Regions from separate parts of the Sus scrofa genome. Here region 1 is linked to region 2. A link is a contact called in public promoter capture Hi-C data. All regions are on one chromosome and are shown on one strand. The core of a region is the stretch at or near the end of the contact, and the rest is flanking DNA. Distances in the headings are between cores, read along the strand shown. Region 1 holds the start of EBP (emopamil binding protein (sterol isomerase)). Region 2 holds the start of FTSJ1 (FtsJ RNA methyltransferase homolog 1 (E. coli)).

Region 1 (5,516 bases), core at 1,151-3,650, 62 kb after region 2:
TGATTGGATGATGAGCCTGAGAATACCACTGCCCGGTTCCAGTGGGGCCAGGACAGACTAGATTCTTGGATGGGGTGGGAGCCAATTGGCTTGAAAAATAGGGATCGCCATTCTGATTGGTTGCTCTGACTGGACAGAGGAGGGAAAGCAAGAGGGATGAAGAGGTTATGCTTTTTGGTCCTTAGGACTGAGGTGTGTGTGTTCTAATCGGATAGGAGGCCTGGGTTGGGTCTGGATACTGACTGAGCAGTCTGGGTGCCTGCTGGCTTAGAGTTAGAGAGTAGGGATTGGCTCTTTAGGGATCCGAGCTGTGTCTGCGATCAACACCACAGCTGACCGGCGACGCCTGATCCCCAACCCACGAGCCACTGAACAAGGCCAGGGATCGAACCCGCATCCTCATGGATACTAGTCGCATTCCTTTCCACTACTCCACAACAGGGAACTCCGGGATTGGCTCTTTAGAGTTGGCACAGGGAGACTGAGAGTCTCCATGCCCATTGGCCAGCAAGGCTGAGGGGCCTGGGTTTTGATTGGTTGTTCTGACTTGAAATGGGGAGAGGTGCAAATGGCTATAGGGCTGAGGAGCAGTGTATAGATTGTGATCTGCCTGCTGCATTCCAGGATTACGATGGAAGTTTGGTCTAGGAAAAAGATCTGATTGCTCCGCCTTTGAAAACGAGGGCAAAGGTGAGAGGACACAATGCAATGCTGATTCAACAGAAGATTGGGGGGAGGATAAACACTCGATTTCCGATGGGATTGATAAGCGGATAGGGAAATTGAAGACGAGACTCGCCGCAGATTGGCTTCCGCCCTAAAACGCCCACCAACCTTGGCCCTCCCCGCCTCTCCCACTCCTGACTGGGTCTCAACCAATAGAGAAAATGGCACCACACATGAGGGCGGGGTCGGAGGCACACAGAGAATTCCTACTGGTTGGGAGCAGCACTGGCCGCCTTGCGAGCCTCTCCATTGGCCAACTCCATAAGGCGAGGAAACCGTGAAGGGATGGGTAAGAATCACGGCTCTCTCGGACCCTGCGAGCTAGCCTAGAGAGACCTGGGAGGCTGTGGGAGAAGCCGCCGCAACCGCGCTGCTGGGTGAGTCCTCTCCGCCAGGACTGCCACTCCATCCCCTAGCTCTTAATTGCCAAATGACCGACCCTCGGCGCGCCTGCGCGAGACCCTTTCTCTCCGCCACCCGCCTGCCAACCCACGCCGTGCCTCCCCGCCCTCCCACGCGCTTGCGCAGGATCCCCGGCTACCGCGCTGTTGTCCGGACGACAGAAGATCCACCTTCTCATTGGGCAGCTGGAGTAGAGGATTCTGGTTTTGATTGGTGGTCTCTGTCTTTGACCCTCCTTTTCCTTTTTAGCGCCCCAAGCTGGGATCCTGTCCTCCACGTTCCTCTTTCTTGCAGGTTGGCTGCGGGTTGCACTCTTTCAGGAGGGATCGGGCAATCCCACACACTGAACCTGAGGGTAGTATTTCTGATTAGTTTTCTCTCTTCTGTCCTGCAGTTGTCAGAACTATGGGGAGGGTAATAGCTGTCCATTGAATGATGCAAGACAGAGACCCCTGCAGTGGGACCTAACCTGGTCGTTGTGTCTCCCCCAGCAGACTGTGACCCTTGAGGGCTGGAACCAGGCCTGGCTCCTTTGTCTCCCCCAGCCGTCTGTGACCTCTAAAAGCGTGGACCAAGCCTGGTTCCTGTGTCTCTCCCCACCAGAGCGTGACCAATGAGGGCTAGGATCTAGTCTGATTCTTGTGTCTGCTCACCAGACTGTGACCAATGAGGGCAGACTAGACCTGGTTCCTGTCTTCCCCTGCAGACTGTAACCAGTGAGGGCTGGGACCTGTTCTGGTTCCTGTGTCCACCACATATGGCTTCCGGAGGGCTGGAACAAACTTTCAGACTTTGCGTGGTCTTCCAGTCATGTTTTTAAAACAGCGTATAATTAATTGAGTCCATTTACATTTCTTATCATAACAGATTGATTTTGTGTGTGTGCGTGTGCTTGTGTGCGTGTGTGTGTCTTTTTAGGGCAGCACTGGCCTCATATGGAATTTCCCAGGCTAGGGGTTGAATTGGAGCTGTAGCTGTCAGCCTGTGCCACAGCCACAGCAATGCGGAGTCTGAGCTGCATCTGCAATCTACACCACAGTTCACAGCAACGTTGGATCCTTAACCCACCGAGCCGGGCCAGGGATCAAACCCACGTCCTCATGGATACTAGACGGGTTCATTACCGCTGAGCCAGAGGGGGAACTCCTAGATTTGATTTTATGATCTCATTCTGTGCTTTCCCTTTGTTTTTTTTTTCCCAGGTTTTTCCTCTTTCTTTGTTCTCCTTTCTACATATCCATACACAGCCCACAGCTGTCAGCCGACAAAGACATGACCACCAACGCCAGCCCCATGCATCCATACTGGCCTCGGCACCTGAGGCTGGACAACTTTGTGCCTAATGACTGCCCCACTTGGCATATCCTGGCTGGCCTCTTCTCCGCCTCTGGAGTCTTAGTCGTCACTACCTGGCTGTTGTCAGGTCGTGCTGCGGTCGTCCCACTGAGCACTTGGCGGAGACTGTCCTTGTGCTGGTTTGCAGTCTGTGGGTTCGTTCACTTGGTGATTGAGGGCTGGTTCTGTCTCTACCACGAGGAGCTTCTTGGAGACCAAGCCTTCTTATCTCAACTCTGTGAGTCCTAAGTTCTTCAGCGTGCTGTGGGAGGGAATTTCCTGGGCAGAGATTGGCTTAGATGGTCACCCACCCACTGACACTTTTCCCATTAATTAAATTTTTTTTTTGGTCTTTTTGCCTTTTCTAGGGCTGCTCTCATGGCACATGGAGGTTCCCAGGCTAGGGGTCGAATCGGAGCTGTAGCTGCCGGCCTACACCAGAGCCACAGCATCGTGGGATCTGAGCCTTGTCTGCGACCTACACCACAGCTCACGGCAACGCCGCGTCCTTAACCCACTGAGCTAGGCCAGGGATTGAACCTGCAACCTCATGGTTCCTAGTCGGATTTGTTAACCACTGCGCCACGACGGGAACTCCCCATTAATATATTTTTAAAATGTATTTAACTTTTTTGTCGCATATATATTCACATGGATCCAAAGCGATTTGGACCCATTTAAAGAAATATGCAGTGAAAATCTATCTACCTTCTATCTACCAAGTTGCCCCCAGTAATTGCTTATATTTCACACACATAAACCTCAGTTTGCTCAACTGTAAAAGAGGGAGAATTGTGGAGTTCCCGTCGTGGCGCAGTGGCTAACAAATCCGACTAGGAACCATGAGGTTTCGGGTTCGATCCCTGCCCTTGCTCAGTGGGTTAGCGATCCAGCGTTGCCGTGAGCTGTGGTGTAGGTTGCAGATGCAGCTCGGATCCTGCGTTGCTGTGGCTCTGGCGTAGGCCGGCGGCTACAGCTCCGATTCGACCCCTAGCCTGGGAACCTCCATATGCCGTGGGAGCAGCCCAAGAAATAGCAAAAAAAAAAAGAGGGAGAATTGTAATATCCAAATACACGTAAGACACTTAGAACAGGGTTTGGCAGGTAGTAGATACCTTATAACTATATCTTTACTTTTTTTTTTTTTTTTAGGGCCACTCTTGTGGCATATGGAGGTTCCCAGTCTAGGGTTCAAATCAGAGGTACAGCTGCCAGCCTACATCACAGCCACAGCAACACAGAATCCAAGCCACGTCTTCGACCTACACCACAGCTCACGACAACACCAGATCCTTAACCCACTGAGCGAAGCCAAGGATCAAACCCGTAACCTCAGGGTTCCTAGTCAGATTCATTTCTGCTGTACCATGACGGGAACTCCTTGTCTTCATCATTTTTATTTTTCTCCTTTTTGTAAATGATAACATGCTATATACACATCTTTTTCTTTTTCCCCTTTTTGTAGGGCCGTACTCAAGGCACATGGAAGTTGCCAGGCTAGGGGTCAAAACAGAGCTGCAACCGCCAGCCCTACGCCATAGCCACAGCAGCACTGTGCGCATTTGCAACCTATACCGCAGCTTGTGGCACTGTTGGATCCTTAACCCACTGAGCGAGGCCAGGGATGGAACTTGCATCCTCATGGTTACTATGTCGGGTTCGTGCCCCACTGAGCCACAATGGAAACTTCACTAGATACACTTTTGAACTTTGCTTTTTTAAAATGCCACTCAAATTCATAAAGAGCTTTGAAAGCATAACTATGACAGAATTAATTTGACTTTTTCAGGATTGATAGGCATCTCCCCCCATCTTTGGCTGTTACAAACACTACTCCTTTTTGACTTCATGAATGAATCTGCTAGAACATTCTACAAGTCTCTCTGTGGACATCTTCTTTCATTTCTCTTGGGTAAATATGGAGGCATGGAATGGCTGGGTCACATGGTGAATGTGCTTGACTTTATGAAAAACTGCCAAACTGTCTTCAAGAACGGCCGAATAAAAAAAAAAAAAAAAAAAAAGGGAGTTCTCTTCTTTGACGGCTCAGCAGTTAACAAACCCGACTAGGATGCATGAGGATGCGGGTTCCATCCCTGGCCTCACTCAGTGGGTTAAGGATCCAGCATTGCCTTGAGCTGGGGTATAGGTCACAGACATGGCTTGGATCTGGCATGGCTGTGGCTGTGGTGTAGGCTGGCAGCTGTAGCTCCGATTTGACCCCAGCCTGGGAACTATCATACGCCGCAGGTTCAAAAAAGCAAAAAAAAAGAATGGCTGCACCATTTTATATTCCCACCAGAGTTCTAATTTCTCCACGGCTTTGCTGACACTTGGTATGGTCAGGTGTTTCTTTCTTTTTTTTTTTTTCTTTTTCAGCTGCACCCGCAGCATATGGAAGTTCCCAAGCCAGTGATCAAATCCAAGCTGGAGTTGTTTTTTGTTTTTTGTTTTTTGTTTTTTGTCTTTTTGCCATTTCTTGGGCTGTTCCTGCGGCATATGGAGGTTCCCAGGCTAGGGGTCGAATTGGAGCTGTAGCCACCAGCCTGCACCACAGCCACAGCAACGCAGGATCCGAGCTGCGTCTGCAACCTACACCACAGCTCACGGCAACACCGGATCCCCAACCCACTGAGCAAGGCCAGGGATCGAACCCACAACGTCGTTGTTCCTAGTTGGATTCATTAACCACTGAGCCACAACGGGAACTCCCAAGCTGAAGTTTTGACCTACACCACAGCTGCAGCAACGCTGGATCCTTGAACCCACTGAGCTGGGCCAGGGATTGAACCGGTACCTCCACAGAGACAAGCTGGATCATTAACCCACTGGGCCACAGTGGGAAATCCAGGTGTTTTCTTTAGTCCTTCTAGTTGGATGAGTGGTATTTCATTATGGTTTTATTTTTATTATTATTACTTTTTATCTTTTGTATGTTTAGGGCCGCACCCACGGCATATGGAGGTTCCCAGGATAGGGGTCCAGTTAGAGCTGTTGTTGCTGGCCTAAACCACAGCCACAGCAATGCCAGATCTAAGCCATGTCTGTGACCT
Region 2 (5,421 bases), core at 2,157-4,656:
AATGAATTCTCCGCCAGTGAAAGCAGCCCCCCACTGAGCTGGATTTAGGATTCTAATCTCTCCTTTCATGCAGGCTCCCCGCGGATAACTCTTCCGTCCCTCAAAGCAGCAACCCCCCTCCCCCGGACTGCAAGGCTTTTTGAGTCCTGTCGTCTGGTCCCCTGCGCCTGTACCACCCCCCTCCCACCCCCATCTTTCCCTCACGTGGTCAGATGCCCTCCGGCACACGGGCCAGCCTGGCAGCTCCCCTCTCCTTGACCTCTTCAGGAGGCTGAGGGGAGGACACCTTTACACTCAGTGGGGTGCCGGGTGGGAGCTGCAGGCGGACACCCTACTTCGGGAAGAGCCTGGGGAGTTCAGAGCCTGGCTCCTGTCCCCCAATCCCCCCAGCCCTGCTGGAGGAAGCAAGTTTCTTTGCAAAAAAATTAAACATCCTCTTTGTGAGAGGCAAGAAAACAGGACGTGGGAAGCGTCCCACAGGGTGAACATGGGCCCCCAATGCCTGGCACCCCCTCATCTCTGTGGAGCAGCGGCCCAGTGGCTTGAACCCTTGCTTTCTCACACTTGCTCACCTCTGCAGGGGAGCCATGTTCCCACCCACCCTGCCCCCACAACACCCTTGAACTCCTCGGACAAGCTCCGCTTCCTCCCTGGCTCTCCGGGGTCTCTGCGCATCTGTCTACCCCTCCTCCCAGGGCCCCGCATAAATGCAGAGCACATCACTAGGGGAAGAGTGAAGGAACAAAGCAACAAAACAACGAATTCAGCAAACATGTATTGAACACCAACTGTGTGCCGGGCCCTATTCTAGGCGCCAGGGAGGCAGCAGTGAACAAAACAACAGAAACCCCTGCCTGGCGCAGCTCACATTTCTAAGGAATGATGAATCGATCGTTCAGTTCTTTGAATACTTGCCAAGCTCATTCCCACTCCGGGGTCTGTGCACTTGGTGTTCCCTCTGCCTGGACTGCTCTTCCTCCAAATATTTCTAGGCTGTGCTCTTCTTCGAGTCTCAGCTCAAATGTCACCTCTTTAGGCGTTCCCCCATTGCGGAACTAGTGTCCATGAGGAAGAGGTTCCATCCCTGGCCTTGCTCAGTGGGTTAAGGATCCGGCGTGTGGCCGTGAGCTGTGGCGTAGGTCGAAGACGCGGCTCAGACCCTGCGTTGCTGTGGCTGTGGTGTAGGCCAGCAGCTGTAGCTCCGATTCGATCCCTAGCCTGGGAACTTCCATATGCCCCCAGTGCAGCCCTAAAAAGGAAAAAAATAAAATGTCACCTCGTCAGAAAGACTTGCCTGACTCCACGTCTAAAACAGCAATTCAAGCCCTGCTGCTCTCCATTCCTTTCACTCTATGTTATTATTCTTCATAGTTTTTATCACCACCTGCCATAAAATTATATATTTATATGCTTAATAGTATATTTATATTTAGTACTTTTTGTTTGTGTGTTTGTTTTGCTTTTTAGGGCCGCAGCCACGGCATATGGAAGTTCCCAGCCTAGGGGTCGCATCAGAGCTGACGCTGCCGGCCTCCACCACAGCCACAGCAACTCGGGATCTTTAACCCACTGGAGACCAGGGGTCAAAGCCACATCCTCATGGATACTAGTGGGATTCGTTTCCACTGCGCCACAAAGGGAACTCCCAGCACAGTTTTTTAGTAAGCACATGTATATAGATACTGGCAGTTACACACACACATCTATATATATCAGCATATACATTTTTTTTTTATCTTTTTGCCTTTTCTAGGGCCGCTCCTGTGGCATATGGAGGTTCCCAGGCTAGGGGTCCAATCAGAGCTGTAGCCACCGGCCTACGCCAGAGCCACAGCAACCGGGATCCGAGCTGGATCTGTGACCTACGCCACAGCTCACAGCAACGCCGGATTCTTAACCCACTGAGCAAGGCCAGGGATCGAACCCACAACCTCATGGTTCCTAGTCGGATTCGTTAACCACTGCGCCACGATGGGAACTCCATCATATACATTTATATAAGATGATGTGTGTATTTTATACATACACAATACAAAATGCATAACTATATTATCCATTTCCTTATGTTTACATATAATGGGATATTTGTTTACTAATATATAACATATACTAGTAAATATTAAACATCACTATATTTTTATATTATCACATAATAAATGGGATGTATGTTTATATAGCTAAGATAATAATATAAATACATATATATCCTCCTTTATCTCCTCTTCCTCATCTGGAAACTGGTTATAATTGCAGTAGTCATCTCATAATGGAGGTTGCAAGGGAAGGATTATGTTAATGGAAAGGGTTCAGTCGTGCACTGGAACCTACTGGTACCTATAAGTTTGCAGAGCTGCCTGTTCCGTTTTCAGGAATTCTGCAAACTGGTCGTTAAACACAGCTAGTATTTCAAATGAAGTGACATAAACTCACAATTAAATAAATTCGATTTTAAAAAGGTGATACTCAAAGTTCACCACTTCCTCGTTATTATTTTACTGTATTTCATGATGTCTGTGCTCCCGAGGTCATTTACCCCATTTTTAACTGTATGGTAGAAATAATACACAGTGGTGCACCACTGCAGCTCTTCCAGACCCTGGGTTCCGTGACTACACCTTGGTAAGTTGAAATTTGACAAGATGATAGTATGTAAAACCATGGAAACTGGCAAATGTTAGAGATCGGGGCTTCCTCTCCCTCTCCACCTAAAGAGCTGATTGTTAACCATTTACCAGCACACCACCGAAAGCACTCAGAAGAGTGCCTGGCACATGGGAAACTCTATAATAAATGTTTCCATTACTATATTTGCTTGTGCACTGGGTCGCGATGCAGTCTTTTTTTCTAGGTCTGACTTAAAAGTGTTTGAAGAACACAGAATTACAAAGAAGGACAGCGTGCTGCACTACACCTATTTAGATCTCCCAGTAACTCTCTGCGGAGTCTGTACTATTTATTATCCCTATTTTACAAATGGAGAAACCGAAGTCCTGAGACGGTAACAGTCAGGGGGCGCTATTAGTGAGAGGAAGTGGGATTTGAAATTGCAGGGGAGCAGCCTCACCGCGCTCGCGCACTTAATTAACGCACTTGCCTTCCTCTCTACTTCTCGACCCTGGCGGTAATTATACCTCCAGGCAGGCGAAAAGGGAATAGGTGCCGGCGTGCGCGTTGCATCTTGGGAAATGTAGTCCAAAGGCCCGAGGACCGCCATCTCCCAAGAAGGGAGGGGCGGAGAGTACGTTAATTTTCGCCTTGGAACAAAAGAACCGTTCCCCCTCCTCGCGACGTTTCGGCCACGCCGCGCGCGACTTCGGCGGCTTTGCTCGCGCCCATTGCATGCTGGGAACGGCAGTTCGCCAGACCGGCTACGTCGGCGCGAGATGACGGAATTCACGTGGTAAGTTCAGGTCCGGCCCTGGCTTCGCGCGACCCTCCGCGTTCCGCGATGACAGTCTTGCCACGCTCCGGTCGCCCTTAGGCATGCGCGAGAGACGTCCGGACCAACTAAGAACCCAAACTGAAGCCCTTGGATTTCTCACCGGTTTGCGCTCTCGCGCAAGCTCGGGCTGCTCGCGGACCGGCCTCCTTCGTCCGGCTTTTCCCTACGTAGAAAGTTTAAGGTAGGCCCTGGGGGGCGGAGGACTTGGGTCCCGGCCGAGACGGTTGAGGCACGCCTGCGCTGTCCGGCCGGTGAGGGAAGGGGGGAAGTTCGCTCTCGGCGGCGCTGCCGCTGCGTAGTCCGGGAAGCTGGCACCGGGGAGGCTCCAGACCCAAGGTTTGGATAAGGGGACCCACTCAGGCGGGGCGGGCTGGGGGCGGGCAGGGGTCCAAATACCGGTGGAGCCGCCTTGAAAGGGGTCTTGTAGTCCCAGTGGGGACTTGGGCTTTGAGGTAATGCGGAGGAGGGGCCGGGAGGTGTAGCCCGAGGGCCGTTGATGGGTGGGTGTCAGGGTTGGGTGGGCTGCGAGGGTGTGTTATTGGGGAATCACTGGGGGCTGATAGACGTGTTTTAGTCGATGTGATCATGGGGGCCAGTGGGGATGCATTCATTAATTCATGGGAGGATAGTACAGGGGCACCTTGAGGATAATGGGAAGCAGGTAGAAGTGTGATCCCTGAGGGACTGACGGAGGTAGCATATTCAGAGGATTAATGAAAAGCGATGGGGCATAGTAATTGGAAGGACAATTCAATTACTATGAGGCCGGGGAGGGAATAATAGAGGCCAATGAGGGTCATGATCAAGGAGCTAATGGGAGTTGTGATCAAAGAAGAGAGAATAAGAGGCCAAAGGAGTGTTGTAATCAAAAGATTTTAGTGGGTGATCATGGCATGGTCATTGAGGAATTAATGGGAACAGAGTGAGCAAAGAGAGCGTAATAGCTAAGAGTAAGTCGTTGGGTGTCCTCATCAAGTGATCATTAGGGGGGCATGGAAAGGTGGGCAGTGAGGAGAGAATGGGAGGCTTATGTATGATCAGGGCTTAATGTGAGTGTGGTAATGACAGTTGCTAGAGGCTGTGAAGGATCAGTGGGAGGACCAAGTGAATGGGGGCTGAGAAATCATAGTAATTGAGGGCTTAATGGGGAACTAATAGGCCATGGTCCTCCAGACATTAATGGGGGGGGGCGCGATATGGAGGTCGTGATAAAGGAATTATTGAGGACATAATCATTTCAGGAGAGAGATTAAGGAAATGGGGGGGGCGCAGTGAGGTAGTATGAGGATAACAGGGGTGAAAGCAAGGGATGAATGGGGGCTCGTAGGGCTCTGGGACTCTAGGGGCAGTGAGGACAGCCAGAGAGACTGTGAGATGTTATTGAGGATCAGGTGGGCAAAGAAGGGTCGATAGTGAGAGTTGCAGGGTTTAATTTGTGGTGTGTGAGTGACAGCAGTGGCAGGGCAACAGGGTCAGTAATAGGTCATCTCTTGTGGGATTTTTTGGGGTATCTGTGGGGTGAGCGATGGAGCCTGAGAGCTCAGTGGCGGGGTCCTTCAGGCTGTGCATTCAGTGGGATCTGGAAGTTCGGAAGGCTGCAGCTTTCCCACCTGCTGAGGGAGCTGTCACGTGGGTCAGAGGAGCCTGGTTTAGTGGTTTTTTGTTTGTTTGTTTTTGTTTTTGTTGCTTTTTAGGGCTGCACCCACAGCTTAAGGAAGTTCCCAGGTTAGGGGTCAAATCAGAGCTACAGATGCCGGCCTGCACCCCAGCCCCAGCAACATAGGATCCGAGCCACATCTGTGACCTACACCACAGCTCATAGCAACGCCAGATCCTTAACCCGCAGGGCAAGGCCAGGGACCTTACCTGCATCCTCATGAATCCTCGTGGGGTTCATTAACCGCCTGCGCCACGCAGGGAACTCCGAGCCTGGTTTCGTTTATGTGGTCCTTGCTGCCCTACAGAGGTCGGTGGTGGCC

What was found. Promoter capture Hi-C pulls out the DNA fragments that hold promoters and counts their contacts.
Region 1: a contact with region 2 is called in a promoter capture Hi-C map of liver, with 2.3 times the contacts expected there. The contact joins the promoter of EBP here to the promoter of FTSJ1 in region 2. A contact is called at or near these places in 1 of 5 promoter capture datasets (liver), 4 of 47 Hi-C or Micro-C datasets (embryonic fibroblasts, heart right ventricle, liver and 1 more) and 1 of 2 datasets of contacts at active chromatin or transcription factors (alveolar macrophages).

Annotation. Positions count from the first base shown.
Region 1 is chrX:42,669,659-42,675,174 of Sscrofa11.1, forward strand. It overlaps EBP (emopamil binding protein (sterol isomerase)), which reads left to right and starts at 2,401. Exons shown (of 4, transcript NM_001167646.1): 1 at 2,401-2,701. The coding sequence starts at 2,401.
Region 2 is chrX:42,606,418-42,611,838 of Sscrofa11.1, forward strand. It overlaps FTSJ1 (FtsJ RNA methyltransferase homolog 1 (E. coli)), which reads left to right and starts at 3,407. Exons shown (of 13, transcript NM_001184755.1): 1 at 3,407-3,623.